Regions from separate parts of the Rattus norvegicus genome. Here region 1 is linked to region 2. The links are chromatin contacts, called in public Hi-C maps. All regions are on one chromosome and are shown on one strand. Each heading gives the region's core, a stretch centred on a gene start, on an enhancer-like site or on the middle of the called end of the contact. The rest is flanking DNA. Distances are from core to core; before and after follow the strand shown.

Evidence for each region. Hi-C and Micro-C count contacts between places; a contact is called where the count stands out from the background.
Region 1: a Hi-C map of the Rat2 cell line shows a contact between it and region 2, with 2.4 times the contacts expected there. The contact joins two enhancer-like sites. A contact is called at or near these places in 3 of 12 Hi-C or Micro-C datasets (the Rat2 cell line, Schwann cells and liver).

What each region holds. Positions count from the first base shown.
Region 1 is chr15:46,065,143-46,068,779 of GRCr8, reverse strand. No RefSeq gene overlaps it. Among named protein-coding and RNA genes, the nearest start is that of Cdca2, 50 kb to the left of the region's middle. Within about 2 kb of position 1,424, at least 3 of the 93 cell types and tissues checked have an H3K27ac peak or open chromatin away from gene starts, as enhancers often do.
Region 2 is chr15:46,020,967-46,024,714 of GRCr8, reverse strand. No RefSeq gene overlaps it. Among named protein-coding and RNA genes, the nearest start is that of Cdca2, 94 kb to the left of the region's middle. Within about 2 kb of position 1,479, at least 3 of the 93 cell types and tissues checked have an H3K27ac peak or open chromatin away from gene starts, as enhancers often do.

The sequences.
Region 1 (3,637 bases), core at 175-2,674, 44 kb before region 2:
TTCCCAGTGGCTGAGAATCATGAGCACTTGGCTTTGTTTGCTCTCCTCGTATTCTTGTCAGTTGTCTTACCCAGGATCTTTGTTATTAGTGCTGAATTGAAAGTTTCCATACTTTGATACAATTCCTTTACTAAGTTTTTTCTTAGAAATATTTTCCCCAGTTTATGGCTTCTTTTTTGTTTGTTTGTTTTCTTTGTATTGTCATTTGAAGAAAAGGTTTTCATTTTGTTGAAGTTTAAATTTATTTTGCTTTCTTTCTTTTTTCTTTAATGATTCATGTCTTTTGTGTCCTAAGGATAGCCAGGCATGGTATTTCATGTCAGTAATCCTAGCACTGGGGAGGCTGAGGCAGGAGGATTGTTGTGATTTCCAAGGTAGCCTAGGATATTTAGTGAGTTCCAACCTTTTCTGATCTGTCTCAAAAAGCCAAAAACAAAAAACATTTCTCCAGCTTAAGGACAAAGATTTCTAGAAGGTTCATGGTTATATTCCTTAATTCAGTTTTCTGTCTACTTGGAGTTCATTTCTGTGTGCCATAGGTTGTGGGGTAGCCTTCTTAAGTGGAAATCAGCAAGCACCATTTGTTGAAAAGCTCATCTTTGCTGTGGATAAAGTTATCAGATGGTTCTTTTTTTTTTTTTTCTTTTTTTTTTTTTTTTGGTTCTTTTTTTTTTTTTTTTCGGAGCTGGGGACCGAACCCAGGGCCTTGCGCTTCCTAGGTAAGCGCTCTACCACTGAGCTAAATCCCCAGCCCCCAGATGGTTCTTTTTACAAATACATACTTCCGTTCATCTTGGATACCTATTGTTGATATCCTTGTTGAAATCATGAATCTGTGTCTGGGCCTTATTCTGTTGGTCTGTGTGTTTACTCTACCAATATCACAACATCTTGAAGGCTCTTCTGGCTGTGAAGTGTATCCCTGTTTACTTATGGGAATGGGGATGGACTAGAAGCCAGATGAAGCAAAGGGTTAACCAAATCTCTCTGGGGCCTTCATTCTACCCAGATTACACTCCCTTTTGGAGACCATGAGTCAGGATTAGAAGCATCCAGAGAAAGGGTGGGAGGCCAGCTTCCCTGGAAGCCTGGTCTTGAGCCCAGTGAAGGTTTACTGCAGTTCATTTGCATCATGACCTTCTGTCCTCAACCCGTTGTTTCCAGGTTACTAGCTTTATTTAGACATTGACTTCTACATCAAAGTTCAAAAGTAGGTTTGCCTTTTTTTTTTTTTTTACAAAAGGTAAATGTGTTTCATTTATTTTCATAAAGCATTATAGTTTGGTTTAATATGAAAGCTGTCATTCCATGCTCAAAAAGTAACCTTAAGATTTGAGAACTGTTTCTTAACAGAGGCAGATTGCCCCGCACCAAGTCATTCTAGCATTTATTCAGCAGCTACTGTATGCAGGCGTTTTGAAGACTTTGGATGCTCTATTTTCTCCAAGAGGCAGAGTAACAGTGTAGGGTGGGCTTATAAAGGGGTCCCCAGCTCCCTTCCGCCCTCCAGCTGGGACCAGCTTCTGTGGGGCAGGCTCCTGTGCTTCCTAGGAAGTGTTTAAAATGCTCATACTTCACAAACACCCTTGCATTTCTTCAGAGTGCAGGCTGCCTTCATCTCCTATAGGCTTCTGTTGTGGTTTTTTTTTTTCCCCTTCTCTTATGTTTTAACCAGTGAGTACATCTTAGTGGGGCATAAATTTGAAAGACTAGTACAGAATTGAGCATAATAAAAATATAGAGACACGTCTTATCTTCTAACACCTTTTAAAGTCTCCTGCTGTCACATCTCGGCCCCAGCAAATCATACTCTGGGTTTCAAGTTTTAGATGAAGTGAAGTTGTTATTAAATTCAAATAAACAGCTATGCACATACATACACACAATTTTTTCTTAAATTCACTGGAAAATTCCAAGACCTTACATAAACCGAACATAGTGTGCCATGACCTAACAATTTCAAGTATGTCTAGTATGTCACTTTTGGGCTTCTTTAATCCTTTAATTTTTTTAGTGATTCAGCAATAACCTAATTGTTGAAGGAGATGAGTAATAACTGTCATTGAATGAACATTGTTTTTCTTATGTCTTCAACTAAGGTCAGACCCTAAAGACTGCTAGCCTAAATATGTATTATAGAAGTAAGGGATTGGGATTTAGATCTTTCTGAAAGTATGTAGGTTTTAGTATGTTAAGCATTATGCTATATATGAAAAGAAAAAAATGAACATATGAGTCCTGAAAAAAAATAGTTTGTGTTATGTAAGGGTTAGCTGGAACTTTATCATAAAGATTCCCAATGCCTAGTTGAAAGTACCTTCCTTTAGGGCTCCTACGTTCTCATTTGTCCAGAATGTTTAAATTGACTGAATGGTTTGCACTGTGAGAAAAGAATACTCTGCAGAGCTGCAGGCAGCTGGTATTTTAGGTTTAAATAAAGGAAAATTCAGATTTCCAAAACCTAAGGTTTTGCTCTCTATGATGTCAAGGAAGCTATTAGATTTGTTTATTAATTTCTAAAGTTTTTGGCCTTAGTCACCCAACTTAAATATGCTTTAAATTTTTTCTGTTGCTTGGTGATATTTCTGCTTTGAGAGAGGCACTATCATCTAAAACTACACTTGCATCTCCAGTTTTTTGATATTCTGGGTGTCTGGTGGTAAACAGAACTAAATGTCATTTCCTTCACTGAAAGTGCCTTGGGTGTTTACAAAACTTTCTTCCAAATGCCTGCATAAGTAGTAGAATAATTTTTTCACTATAAAATTGACATTAGGCAGATGAAATTTCCTAGCAGAAACTGAAGGAACTATTTTTTTCAGAAGGTAAGTTGTGTGATTTTCTACCTGACATTTGACCAAATACAGCATACCTATTTTCTGTTGTTCATGCCAGTATTGTCGTTTCTTGTTTTAAAGTTAAAAATCTAAGAATGAAGATTTTAAGAATATTCCCCAATTCAAACCTGAAAAACCTGGTGTTAGTCTTGGGTGGTTTCCAATGACCCTCTGCCTCCTTCTTTCTGCCCCCTGTGTCGATTTGGAACTGGGCAGCCATTTTTGTTTTTGGAAGGGAAAGGAGACAGATATAATGAATGGCTTTTATTGTGCAATATTTCAAACTCTCTTGAATGCATTCGAATGGGATGGAAACCGTTCTGCCCTGTGTCATAGCCAAAACAAACACAACAGATTCCCTAACCCTGGATGTGTGTTTCTCTCAAACCAGCAGCAGAGTTCAGCTCCCAGGACAAGAATTTGGTTTGACAATTTTTAGCCCTTGTTCAACTAAATATTAGGAGAGGTCACAGCCAAAGCAAATACTATGGAAGAAACTTAATGCACATATTTACAGCTTACAGGTATCTTTTTTTTTTCTTAAAACATTAGAGATTTGGCTTAAAGAACTGCATTTGTGGTGATACTTTTAACTAGACAACTTTTGCTAATATTTTAAGAATGAACTGTCTGATAATACTAACTCCCAATGTAAATAATTCCAGAGAAGTCCCTAAAGAGTGATAAATGCTTGCATTTAAGTATTTAAACATTTAGAGACCACTAAGAATCTGAGAATTCTAACCCAGCAAATATGCACTAGAGGTCCCTTGACAGTACCTTTCTATGCCCACTCCCCA
Region 2 (3,748 bases), core at 230-2,729:
GCCAGCAGGACTGTTTTCTTTGGAGGCTTTAGGATTTGGCTTGAAGGTGGTCACCTTCCCTCCCTGGTCTTCCTGTGGCCATCTCTCTATGTCTGTGTCCTCATGACTTTTTAGAGGGATACCACTCAGTTGGGACCAGGACTCCCTCAGCCTCTTTTCAGTTTTGGCCCTTCTTTTCTCGCTCGATGTAGTTAGGTTACGAGTTATTGAGGGCTAAAGCTTTGGAGAGACATAATTCAGTCCATGATAACCTACCAAAAAATGCTTATTTGTCTTCTAGTTAACAGAAGACCACTATTATGTTTTTAAAAATATGATGTTAAGTATATATGGTTATAAAATTATGTATATCACATATATGATATGATGTATTATACATTATATACCTATAATATATGATATATGTAATATCATATATGTGATACAATACCAATATCTATATATGATATCACTATCATTATATATGGTAAATATATGATACTTATTCTGGATTTATTAGTGTAGGATCTTCTTTCAGTTTTTGAAACAGGAACAGAACCTAGGCTGGCCTTGTACCTGCTATGTAACCAAGGGCGACGACCTCCATCTCCTGATTCTCCCCTCCTGAGCACCAGGATTAGAGGAGTGCACCACCTCACCCAGTTTTCTGTTTTGCCCTAGCAGAAGGAACTGAGAGCATTCTCATTCTTACAAACAAGCATTTGCAAATGGTAATGACTTAAAGTAAATAGCTCATCGTTCAATCTCTGGATACTCCTCAAATACACTGGTGCAGAGCCCAAAAGAGAAAGATTTGGGTTAAAGAAAAATAAAGATGAATTACGAACTAATAAACTTAAAATCTGTTAATAATCTTTATCACTAAGTGATAAGTGAAATGAGAAAGCACCCAAGATGTGTAATGTATACGGATGTGGTTGCAGATATAATGTTATCTTCACTCTTGTCATGGCTTTCCTGAGTGTTGCAAATGGACTTGGGCTTGTGCTGAGAGAGGGAGAGGAAGAGAGAAGAGGAGGAGGAAGAGGAGGAGGAGAGACAGAGAGACAGAGAGACAGAGAGGGAGGAGGGAGAGGGGGGAAGTAGGGGGAGGGAGAGGGAGAGGGTAAGGGAGGGGAAGAGGGAGGGAGAGATTGAGATCTTTGCTTATGGAGGGTGGTGTCTCTTCCTTGGTTTTTGTGTTTTGTTTTCTTCTGAGTCACAGTGAGCAATCAGCTCATGCAGAAGGAACACACACATGCAGTGTTCCAGGAGGAGCTATGCAGAGGGCAGAGTTTGCAAAAAGTCCAGACACCACAGTTAGCTTATGGTTGTTCTGATATGTTCAGTTTTGACATATGAGACATTTGATAGTCCATTTAACTTTCCATGGAAGGCAAACCTCAGTTTTAAAGATACTTGAACTGGATAGTTGTGGACTCCCATACAATCTGGCCCAGAGGTTCACAGGCTGAAGCTGCCTGTAGTATGTCCCGGACTCACTACAGTGCCATGTGGTCTGTGTCATTGACATCTGACCACTGGTAACCAACCTGACCACTGGCCTTGTTTGGGTTGATCAGAGCAAGAACTCCAGACAGGAGCCCATTGAAGGAAAGCCCAGTGTGTGCTTAAGGAAAATTCCAGGATAATTGGAGCTAAATGCTTCCTCCTGGTTAACTAACCCTCAGACTTCAAGGGCGCAGGAGAACCCGTGTTATCTCTTTACAGATCAGTCACAGATCTTAGCAATCTGCAGGAAGAGTTGACTATCACTTAAGACTGCCCTTAAGTCTGCTTCCTCCCTCAATTAAGGAAGCCTTTGCAGCACGGAGGCCAAATGAGTCTATAAAAAGGACGTATTTACCATTTGGCACTTACCCGCCAGCACTGTGTACTCTCTCTCTTTTTCTCTGGTTCACGTTTATTCTCTCTCCACACCCTGCTTCCCCATCTTTTAAACCAATTAGGGAACTAGGTTTGGCCCAAGTACCACAAAAGCTGTTCTTTTTGAGCACTGGGTTTTTCAGTCAACAAGGAGAGGCCAGCCAAGATCCCTTTATCTCAAAGACAAACAAAAGCAGCTAATGAGGGAGGTGGGAGGGCTGGATGGGGAGGGGGTGAGTTCTGGAAGCTTTACTCATTCTTTGGAGGAGATAGCATGATTTTATGCAAATTGGGATTCTTTGCACTGGATCATCAGCCCAGCCAAGAATCTTGCTATCTTACAGCCGTGCTCCACTGGATGGCAACAGAGAGCTATCTATGCCTTGGTCCCTGTGCTTGGAATATCTTTACCTCTTGCTGAAGGGGAATGTCCCCTGTCTTTCTAGTGGAACAATACTAAGAATTTTACCCAAGAAGAACTTGATTCTTGGTTGCCTCACTTCTGCTTTTCCACAGTTAACCTACATTTCCACATTCGACATGTTTGTATTTTTTTATTTACTAGGACAATGAGCTTGGCACATAAGGCTGGCACCCTGTATTCGTGGGTTCCACATCTTCATATCCAGCCAGCAGAAGATGGAAAATAATAAAAAATAATCTGTATATATACTCAGAACATACAGATTTTTTTTAACCTTGTCATCTTTGCCTAAAGAACATGGGATCATGGCTACTGGCATAACATTTCCATTGTGTTGTTAGGTGTTAGAAATAATCCAGAGATGAGTTACTCTACATGAAGTTTGCACAGAGGTGATGTGCAGACCATTTCAGCATCAATGGATTTGGGTGTCTGGGGTTCCAGGGACCACTTTCTGTGGATACCAAAGGATGACTGCACCATCTTGTGTTTCCCAGGAAACTGCAAAGCCAAATTTCCGCTTTTGATCAAATGTATTGCTTTGAAAATATTCCCCCTCTCCCTCTCCCCCTCTCTCCCCTCTCTCACCAAGTAGCTGTAGTAACTGGGTATGAAACTGAAGCCAACAGTAAGACTTGGCTTTGGTCAGACTTCATGGTGACCCTCCCACTCTGGGCAAGTCACTGATTGGTTTGAGTATCTGGAGGATAGCAGAATATTGATGGAGTTGGGCAGTGGACAGAGAAACAACAGTGCTCACATGGCTTTCCACATAGTGGGAGAAGAAACTTGCGGTATCCACTCAACACCATATCCTGGAAAAGCTGGTGTTCTCCCAGCGCCCAGCAGTTGACACTGATCTAAAGCTCAAAGAATTGGTGAGGCGATATGGAGAAAAGAAGAGAGACCAGAAAATGAGACTTCTGTGGTAACCACAATGTTACCAAAAGAGCCAGGAGTGTGCTTTGAGTTCACTGTGCAAAGAGCAGCTGTTGCAAGCTTGCCTCTGGTGTGGGAGAGAAGGGGAAAGAGAACGTAGGGGATCAAGAAGATCAGAAAGAGGACAAAGAAGGGTGGGGGTGGAAGACGATGGAAAGTTATGATGAAGGTCACCCACCCTGGTTAGAAGCCCAGAGCATCAGACCCAGGGCCATCTGCTTGGCTTCCTGTTTGAGTACCCTCAATGCCCCATTGAGTGCAGGGAATGAGCAGAGCTAGATGCTAACCATTGGTAAGTTCAGAGGTCCCTGGGCTAACCTCAGAGAGGCTGATGGATATGTAGCCTGAGAAGCCTCTTTTGGGACTCACAAAGTTCCCAAACCCTGTCTATTGTCTCTGCTTAGTTGAGAGTTGGAGCACAAAGCTCACCTGGGATCCCCAAACCACCTCACCTAGGATCAGCTGCTGGCTGTTCATGCCTGTAGCCGGAGGCTCCACAGAGGGGTCTAGGATAGTGCA